Linked DNA regions of Lactuca sativa: region 2 is linked to region 1. A link is a contact called in public Hi-C data. All regions are on one chromosome and are shown on one strand. Each heading gives the region's core, a stretch centred on a gene start, on an enhancer-like site or on the middle of the called end of the contact. The rest is flanking DNA. Distances are from core to core; before and after follow the strand shown. Region 1 holds the start of LOC111907343 (MND1-interacting protein 1). Region 2 holds the start of LOC111907342 (protein LOL1).

The links. A called contact is a pair of places that touch in the nucleus more often than the background predicts.
Region 2: a Hi-C map of leaf shows a contact between it and region 1, with 3 times the contacts expected there. The contact joins the promoter of LOC111907342 here to the promoter of LOC111907343 in region 1. A contact is called at or near these places in 3 of 4 Hi-C or Micro-C datasets (leaf and seed).

What each region holds. Positions count from the first base shown.
Region 1 is chr3:23,454,221-23,459,642 of Lsat_Salinas_v11, forward strand. LOC111907343 (MND1-interacting protein 1) reads right to left here and starts at 1,388. Exons shown (of 3, transcript XM_023903110.3): 1 at 1,234-1,388; 2 at 1-1,112. The coding sequence starts at 1,102.
Region 2 is chr3:23,607,597-23,613,019 of Lsat_Salinas_v11, forward strand. LOC111907342 (protein LOL1) reads left to right here and starts at 2,545. Exons shown (of 6, transcript XM_042900011.2): 1 at 2,545-2,680; 2 at 3,143-3,311; 3 at 3,674-3,787; 4 at 3,874-3,987; 5 at 4,070-4,179; 6 at 4,271-4,571. The coding sequence starts at 3,251. The coding sequence ends at 4,309. It overlaps LOC111907341 (pentatricopeptide repeat-containing protein At2g01860), which reads right to left. Exons shown (of 2, transcript XM_023903105.2): 2 at 5,275-5,423. The coding sequence ends at 5,414.

The DNA of each region.
Region 1 (5,422 bases), core at 138-2,637:
TTTCATCCTTTTGATCCTCGGGAACATATTCCATGTCCCCTTCAAGATTCAGATCACGAAACTTACTCAGCATCATGTTAACCACTTCTTGATTCTTCGTGCTCTGTGTCTCCTCGGTTTTTTCAACTTCACCACTTGTGGTTTCAACTACAGATGATGAATGCCCATTGGATAAAGAAGTTGAACCAACCTGTGTGTCTTTAGCAGTTGCTCTGTATCCTGCAGCAAACATTGCTACATTTCTTTTCAAAAGCATCTTCATAGAAGGTGTAAGATTGAACCTCTTTGGACACTCGATCTCCCTTTGCAAACTCATTTCTGAAGCAGCATATGATAGAAACCGGTTTACAGGGAAATCAGATGTTCCCCCATTTCCAAAACCCCACCCACCATGAAATCTGCATAAAGCAGGAGTCACACCAACTGAATCATCATTCACCTTCTCCACATTGTTCACAACAGGATTGCTGGACTCAGTATTGCCATAACCATCCCCATTAGCATTTGAAGCAATAGGGATCTCCATCACACTTGCACGACCTACGTGAAGATCACTCATGAGTAAACACCACATTGCATCTCCTTTACTCAAGTGTGGTTTAATTTGCTGCAACAAACACACCATTCCAGCAAGCGAATATTCTTCCAACTGTCTCAAATCAGCAAAAACCTGTTCGCTTTCATCTGGATCTCCATCATTCACAGTCGTTCCACTGTTTAAAAAAGCCAAGGAATTATGCAAAATGTTAGTCAACACATCCATTCCACCATAGCAATGGCCATTCCTCAGTATAGCCTTTAAAGCAACTTCCTCTTCATACCCTAATGCAACTAGCTTAACGATCGCCTCATTATACAAAAACTCCAAATTCTTCAACAAAATCTCTTCCAACTGTTCCTCCGTACAGTAACCCCAACCACTATCGTCAAAATTAGGGTTTGAATTCGGATTTTGAGCTGATTCATTAAAACCCAATTGGAAATTCATTGGGTTTAAACTAGATTTGTTAGCCATAGCTTTATCCATTGCATCAGAATCCGGTTTCAGAGGTCGAGGCCTTCGATTTGTACGGATGTGCTTTTCTCTAACAGTGCAACCCATTAAATCCTACCTAAAGAAATAAAAAAAGACATCAGCGTCGATATGACGATTTATTTTTCTATCAACAAGAAGATACAATCAATATGCAGTGATGCATGTAGATATAGAGATTACAGCTTCTGATAACTTACAGATCAAAATTTGGCCTTCTGAATTTCTGATTGTTTGCGATTTTGAGAGGAAGAGAGGTATTCAATTGCTGATCGACCACAGACGAGTACGAAATAGGAAGTTGTATCCGGAATCCGACGCATATGCTCTCATAATCTGTGGGTGACCGAGTGAGAAAATCTGAAAATGAAGAGATCATGGGCCGGGTCGTATATGGACTTGCAAGATCCATGGATCAAATTATTTAAATCTATATATCCAGTCTTTGTTTGGTAAACACTTCTAATTTTAAGATCGACTTATTGGACAGATTTCGGATTTTGAATTCCAGACAATTCTTTTTACATAAAAATCATTACGGACAATTGATCTCAAATACTTATTCTTAAGCAATAATGCCGATGCAATATCATTCTAATTGGGCCTATCTCTCAAACTTATGCAAGCAAAAAAAAAAAAAAAAAATCTATTTCATAGATGCGGAAGCTAAGTTTTTAGTTTCTTAGGAAAGAAGAAGTCGTCCCACTGAAGCCACTGTCACATTACTTTTTCTCTTTTATTTTTTTTTTATTTTTCCCAACCCACAACACACGAAAACCCTACCTTTTTGAACTCACTCAATGAAAAATTACAAAACAACTAAGGTACAAGTCTTAAAACGCATGGTATAAGAGAAAACAAAAAAGAGAAAGTAGAGAGATATGATGAACTGGGTTAGTGAAACCAATTAACCAACCTCTTGAAGTGGGAATGGTACCGCCGGTAACTCTATTGCTAATTAAGATTTTAACATTGATTGTTTTGTATTTTTTTTGTTAATTGAGTTGGTTGAGTGGGTTCAAAAAGATAGGGTTTTCATGTGTTGTGGGTTTGGAAAGATGGAGAAAAATAAAAGAAAAAAAATAATATGACAGTGGGTTCTGTGGGTTGGGAGGGAATGACTCCCTCCTTCTTTAGTAATTAAAAGAACATGATTGTACATAACAACAATTTTTTGAGATGTAGAAGCAATTGACTAAGTTGACAGAGTAGGGTCCTAGTGATTCTAAGGATGCAAAAACTGAATGACGCAAACAATCGATATTATGGTGATTTTTTTTTGTGGTTTTCATGGGTCTTAGTGTTTTGGTCTTTGATATTATTTAAAACTATGTAAGAGCATTGGGTATGGAACAGATGTTATAACATCCAAAATTGATACATCACATGCCAACATAATAACATGTTAAGAGAGAGAGAGAGAGAGAGAGGAAGAAGAAGAAGAAGAAGAAGACAAAAATAATATTTGATTGGTTGAATTCTCTGTTGCAGCTCGTTGTCGTTACAACGAGATTTGCCTTAACAAGATTTGGGGATGGTGTTTTTGATGTTATCATGTGGTTATAGGCATGCCACATCAACTTTAACGGTAGTGTGGTGACCCATACCACATGGTCTAAGGCATTATCATAATTAGTTGGATGATGTAGTAAATTTATAAGGTCCTTATATCGTTTTAGCGTACTAATAACAAAAGAAAATTATATGTTATTGTTCAAAATACATTAGTTAATGTCTTATCTATCATAAAGTAAAATCTACAGAAAAAATTTCTATATTGTAACACCCATAAAAATCAAGCCAATTTAAAACTTTTTCAAACATTTAAAAGCCATTAGTCATTACAAAATGTTTTCAAAATAGTTTAATATCAAAGTCTCCCAGAAACATAGTCATAAATGTGAGGAGCTGTATGATCACGCCTTTGCCTTCACGCGATCATCTGAGGTACCTGAAACCAAAACTGAAACTGTAAGCCCAAAGCTTAGTGAGTTCCCGAAAATACCGATACACTACAAATAACACATATACAAATAATAGCATGTACTGGGTCCACAACTTTACCGAATGGATTACCCATGGGCCCATAGTGTGAGTCTGGCATGCCTTCCGAGCCCACAGCTTAAATTTGGATTGCCACTGAGCCCACAATATGAGTCTGGTATGCCCTACCCGACCCTCAGCTTGTATCTGGAATGCTCCCGAGCCCACAATATGAGTCTGGCATTCCCTACCCGACCCTCAACTCGTATCTGGAATGCTCCCGAGTCCTCAGTATGAGTCTGGCATGCCCCGCCCGGCCCTCAACTCGTATCTGGAGTACTCTAGGGTTTGTTGGCTACTGCACGGAGCAGTACAACCTCAACCCAACCCACATAATATGTCGACATATAATATAACTAATGCACATACAGATAATCAGGTAATAACACAGGTAGTCCTACAAATCTACCAATTGGCATAACAACTAGCATGCATAACTAACTCATACTCAACATAATACAACTGCTAGGATATCATATCTAATGGGCCGACATTGGTGCCTTCGAACCCTTAGTATAGTAAGGATAACTCACCTGGCACTGCTGAAGTCTCGCAAATAAAACTCCAGCTGCTAGTTGACAGATTCCCGAACTGCCAACATCAAACAATACCCAATTAATAATTGGGTTCTAAGCCCAAGGTCCAACTCACACTCCAAAGCCCAAAAGTCAAGTAATGGGCCAAAGCCCAACATATGGCCTAATTTTCCAAATTGGGCCCAGACCTCCACATGGTCTTTCCTTAAGGCCCATCCAGTTATGCTAGTCCAAACTCTTAGTATTCCCATGGCCCAATATCACATAATCATCATGGCCCAGTTTTGACCCACATATGGCCCAATTTTCCAAATTGGGCCCAAGTCCTTCACATAGGCCTTATCCTAAAGCTCATCCAATTATTTTGGTCCATTTACTTGTTCTTGGATAGCCCATCAATAGTCCAATCATCAAAGCCCAATAGGAAGGCCCAACTCAAGGCCCAAGTGAAATTAGGGTTTTCACACGAAATGACGATTAGGGTTAAGTGTTCCTACTTAACCCATTAAGGACTTAATCCATTAAGTCCAATATTGCTTTAGGTTAATTTGCAAACGATTATTAATTAACATTTTCAGTTTAGTAATTAATTTAAGTGCGGTCCCGATAAATCCTCAAAATTAGGGTTTCATGACATTAGGGTTTTCCAAACCCTAATTAGGGTTTCCAACCCAATACTAGCCCATTAGTAACATGATTAGGATTTTAGGTCAATTAGGGCTTCATTGAGCCCATTAGGGTTTCATTAGGCACACAGGAGTTTTATTAGTCGGGCACCACCCACTACTACCTCGGATAGTGGTGGTCAATAGCGGCTCACGACGGTGGCCACCACCTCGTGGTGGTGGTTATGATTTTTGACTAGAAAATTTCCAAGCATCCCAAACGAATCCAAACACAAACAAGCACACCGCCACCCAGCACAGTGGCCGAAGGCGGCAGCCACCACCTTACGGTGGTGGTTTTAAGTTTTCTTTTGATTATTCCTACCCGGTTACAATTTTACAATGCAAAATCTCAACTAGCACACACACACACAGCCAAACATACACACACAGCCACCTTATGGTGGCCGGCGGTGGCACATGGTGGCAGCCACCATGGTTGGCGGCCATGGTGGTTATCCTCTCCGTGTTCTAGTTATCAACACCACCTACAACACATACCAACACGAGTTGGACACATAAAACACACCCCATCGGACATCTCGAGGCAGCAGCATCGGTGGTTTGCAATGACAGCCACCACCTCACACTGGTGGCGAGTTTTCTTGAGTCCCCGTCAGCAGCACACGTCCACAGAACACCGAATCGTCGGGAGCTTGACATTGAATACCCTCCGATCCCAGTCACTCTCATGGTGGCACAAGGCAGTCGGGAAAGAAACCAGCCACAAAAGTTGTCGGGGATGGCGACAACGACGACCATGCAGTGACAGAATAAGAAGGGGAGGAGTGATGCACTTCGACCAGTCGTTGGGAGCAACGGCGGCAAGCTTTGTCGGCAACAACAATGGTTGTTGGCTTAAGTGGTTGAGAGGCTCCATGATGACGACTGGAGAGAGTATGGGTGGCGGCTCACGTCTTCAGCGTCTTCAGTGGCAATAGAACGACGTCGGTGGTGAAAGGCAGCATAAGGGTGGTGCGGTGCCGGAGTTGGAGAAGGAGGGTGGTGGCGGCTGCCATCTCTATTAAGGTTAGGATTTGTATGGGGTGTAGTATGAATATATATATATATATATATATATATATATATATATATATATATATATATATATATATATATATGACAAAACTGCAAATTTAGTCCTT
Region 2 (5,423 bases), core at 1,295-3,794, 150 kb after region 1:
CATTTCACTCGCCACCATCTACAACTCGAAACCATATCGCTACCATTTGTTCACTCAGCTTTGCTGATTGTTGAGATTTTCACAGATGCCTACGCAGTCTCTCGGTTTTGTTTCTTAACTAACAAACTGTGAATGTTTATTGCTATGAAATTATAAGTTTGAGAGATGATGTTAGTAGAATAAGTTATTGAGCTTATTTTCTTTGTATTTTTATTTAAAGATTTAGCTAGGTTAACATATATATTTTTTCCATTTCTTTATAATTTAATTTTGTCACAATAATTAAATCCTCACCGTTTGAAATTGATTGAGAAACAATTCTTTATTTTCATTCGGTTGCATAGCAATGAATTTATGACCATTTTAAAGACGGGTAGATAAAACCATTAAATTTTGGACGTTACCCGATGTTGTTTAAAGTGCAGGTAGTCAGAGATACAGTTTCCCTAAAAGATAGGGACCAGTTGTACATTTTTTTACCAATATTAGGTACTTAGTAATAAATTTTTAATTGTTTGGGGTGCATAATGACTTGGATAAATCCTAGTTGTTCGATGTCCCATGAGAAGGAACCTATGGCTTACGAAATCTCTCACGTGCCAAGTGACTCAGTGGCATGCAATATTAAAATCTTAAATGCATTTTAAGTTGAAGACCAGGGACCAATCTAGACAGCGTACCTTATTCTTCTTCTTCTTATTATTATTTTAATGTGTATAATTAAAAAAAATAACCATCAGCGAATTTGTTATGACAACACGTATTTCTGTTAGCAATCATGGATCCATCATTGTTCAAGACTGTGAACAAAATGTTTCAAATCATGCATTATCTTTTATATATCCTACTAATCTGATTGACCTAGATTAATAAGTATAAGGATATACTTTAAGATTTTTCTTATTAAGTCTATTTGATATTATAATTGGAAGCATCTGATTCGATCTTATAACTTTTGATATGCTTCTATCAAGTTTAATAAGAAATTGAATCTAATTTATTAGATGTGATTCAATCAACAAGAACCCTAGCTTAGATCCACAAGAATATAGTTTGGTTATGGTAAAACAGTTGTTTATTATGTATTTTGTTGTTACATCTAAGGAAACCATGTAGTTTATATTTATACTGAAATCTATATTTATCTATAAAAAATAGTTTTAATATTTGGATTTAATTTACAAAATTAACTTGTATACATTCATAATTCCTATTATACATATCTAACAAATTATCATTTTCAACATATACAAACTATACAAAGTACAACTCGTTTAAAATTATAGCAAAAATACAAGTCAAATATACTACACATCCATTTATTTTAACTTTTGCATAGTATGTCGTACTATGCAACTTTTGCAATCAATGTACCCCATTAATAGACAAATTATTCACCTATTATTGTTACACGTAATATTATTATGAAGATTAATAGGACTTTATTTAGAGGCTTTGAGTTCTGTTTCAACTTTTACTACACGATAGTCATTATTAAAAACAATTGTATGATATGTACATGATATTTTGTGCGGGTCCTAGACTCCTACCAACATAAATGATAGTAGGGTAACCTAAAACCGGTTGCGCGCAATTCTATGTGCGTATTTACTAGAAACTATGTTTGGCATGTTATAACTAATATATTTTTCGTGTTTTTTTAAACTGTCATGTTTTAAAATAAAAAATCAACTTATGAGCTAGTTTTATAAAAATATATCCAATATAGCGTTTCAACAAGGTTATTAAGTTTTTTTTTTTTCAAATATATTCTCTATTAATTTATAAAAGTTTATTCTTATATTGAATTTCAACTAAAACATAGTTATATTTATAACTTAATGTTAACTTTTAATAGTTCTTTTTATGTTTTTAGTTTACGTTGTTTAAGTTTTATCTTAAAAATAGAATAAAATATTAGTATAATCAATATTTATTAAATTCAAAATGAATTGGAATCGGAGATAAATGTTATCCAATTACTTACTAACATGTCATATGAAGTTTTGTTATAATATTACGAATATTATATTTGACAGAAGAAATATCATTTAGACATAGATACTTTAAGAATTATTTTCTAATACAAACTTCAATTTCATTATATTATTACGTATTTGTTTTATAATATTAAAATCATTCTGTTAAATGTCATTTATATCTTTATGTCATTTAAGAATTATTTTCTAATACAAACTTCAATTTCATTATATTATTAACGAAATTTTGAGGACAACTTTCCATTACTCTCGGGCATGGATCCAAGTTATAACACCTTTTGTTTTTCTTTGCTACCTCATAATGAAATGATAATCATACCACCAAACCACTTTATTATTTTTTTTTTTCAACTAAATCGTTATAAAAAAATTAATAAAATTAAATGAAGAAACATGATTGGTCAATTGCCATATTATTTTTCCTCGTTAAACTAGGTTAACTTCTCAACATCTCTTAACATAACATGAGAAAGTGGTGGTGTTGTTTAAAGCCTCGTCATGCTCCATACACTTAAGGACCCATACACAGTCTAAATGAACAGTCTTTAGGATTTAAGATGTTAACGTCTTAACTCTTAACAACACCATTTTTATATTTTTTTTCTTCCATTTTAAAGTAATGAATTCAGATAACTTAAAAATCATATTAAATTTCAAACTTGTTACTTTCAACACCCAAGGTATGCTTCTTTTTATCGCCATCTCTTTCTAACTCTTTGTCCAACTCATTCTCTCTCTCTCTCTCTCTCTCTCTCTCTCTCTCTCTCTCTCTCTCTCTCTCTCTCTCTCTCTCTCTCTCTCTCTCTCTCTCTCTCTCTCTCTCTCTCTCTCTCTCTCTCTCTCTCTCTCTCTCTCTCTCTCTCTCTCTCTCTCTCTCTCTCTCTCTCTCTCTCCTCTGCAAAAACTAGCAAAGGTGTGTGTGCTTGCCCCACCCCCAACTAGTTCACAACATGGAATGCTGCCAGCAAAAGCTTCATCTTTCCACTAAATTTTGCTTCATGTATGGCTTTTTAATGGCAATATTTCATGTTGGTGTTTCAGATTTTCGCCATTTTTCCTTCTGAATCGACATTAATACTCTGTTTCATTAAACACTGACTTTATCTTGCTTAACATGTCTTTGCCTTTCTTGATTTTCTTAGGTAGATGATGAGAAAGGAATGAAAGGACTTGTACTTCATGCTTCAAGAGTTGTAATCTTCTTGAGATCTTGAAAGTGAAAAGAGTAGACTTTTTTTCACAGATTTACAATGCCAGTTCCTCTAGCTCCATATCCAACTCCTCCTGCGCCACTTACAACTCCGACCGTTGGTATAACTTCACAATTCTTGCTAGATTAGCAACCATCGTCATCATTCCAATAATTTATTCTTGGTTAAATCCTTTTTCTTTTCTCTTTTCTTGTTGAAAGCATCAAATACGGATTACAACAAGCTAATCTTTTTAAGAAAACAGAAATCGAATCAAAACAACAAGAAATTTCGGAAAGAAACCCAAATGTTTTTTCACGATTATATTTATATAACAAAATGATTTGTGAATTTGGTGCACGAAGAAAGCTCAAAACGCCAGAAAAACAGAGCATAGAATGCTCTGTTTCTCGTTCAATCTAATGTTTTTAGATCTGTTTTTTTTTTTTCTGAGATTAATTGTGAAAAAGTATTATGAAACAGGATCTCAAAGCCAGCTAGTGTGTTCAGGATGTCGAAATCTTCTCCTTTATCCCGTTGGAGCAACTTCAGTATGCTGTGCTGTTTGCAATGCAGTCACCTCTGTTCCTCCTCCTGGTATCAAACTTTCAGTTTTAATGGCTTCCAAATTGTTCATACTTCAAAGAATTATGTTTCTTTAACATGAATTTTCAATGATTTAGGCACTGAAATGGCTCAGTTGGTTTGTGGAGGCTGCCATACATTGCTCATGTACATCCGTGGTGCGACAAGTGTACAGTGTTCTTGCTGTCACACCATCAATTTAGCCTTAGAAGGTAACCAAATTTAACTTCTAAATCATGTTAAAATTCGATAAAAAAACTTGTTAAATAACAAAAGTTAACAACTTTTCAACAGCAAATCAAGTGGCACATGTCAATTGTGGAAACTGTAGGATGCTTTTAATGTATCAATATGGGGCACGTTCAGTGAAATGTGCAGTTTGTCAATTTATTACGTCCGTTGGGGTTAGTTACTTAAACACTTTACTTTATTAGTATTCTGAATATTTTTTATAAATATTATGGATTTATAATAACTTATGGTATATATACACAGGCGTCAACAAGTGCTACAGAACAGAAGTTCAATGCGTAACACTTGAAATTTCATATTAAATGGTGACCCAAGATTCTACGTATTATTACATATATGTATAATGTATAGAGTTACATATCTCCTCTTGCGTTAGACTATCATCATCTTTTTCATAAATATTATGGTGATCATAAAGAATAAGAGTACGTAAAATTGGATATACAAGAATATATTCGATTATGAGAGGACATTTATTTATATGGTTGTAAGTTGGTGTTTGGTTTTTTTCAGATAATGAGAAGTTTTATATATATTGTTGATATGTATGTGATTTGGTATTTTGGTGTGAAAGTTGTGTCATTATTTGACAAATTAATTCAGGTATTAAAAGTTGTCATTTCATGTTAGAAATATTATGGTTTAAAGGGTTGAATCTTAGATAGATAATGACTATAGACTATAAAGGATAAGTATAAAGAAAAAAAGGTGTAGGAAGAATCATGTGAGACTTCAAAGTTCAACCCATGATGCCATGATTGAATACCAAAGGAAAAGGGTATCTTCGTAATTTCGTAGCGATGAGTAGTGACATCAAGCATGTTACGAATCTACCGGTACACATCTTTGAAGATTTGTGGTATTCAATGGAAGAGTCATGGTAGGAAGAAAATGACCTTTGAGACCATAATGGATAAGTATGAAGACAAAAAGATGTAGGGGAGAATCATGTGAAAAAATATATAAATAAATAAATTAGAAAAAGAAGGTGAATAGTAACTGATAATGCCATGTAAAAAATTATCCATCACTAAAATTAGTCTTCTTTTTTTTGTGGTATACACAAAAACGGTGACCATTACGCTTTGCGTATATAATATAAGTCCTGATTTGGAGATACTTAGTCTTCTTAAAATGAATAGTAACATCGTGAATTTTTGGGATCAGTTACTTATATTTATTTTGGGGGGAATAAGTGCTAATTCCAAATTAACTCGATTCAAGTATTAAATTATGTTACATGTACCTTTAGGTTGACTGAATTTATGATAAAAATAACAAGTTTCATCCACATTGATGATGATAAACATATCATTACAAGACAACTTGCTTGCATCTACAAAATCAAAGGGTGAAGATTTCATAATTAAAATATGTTTATATATTTCATTGAGTT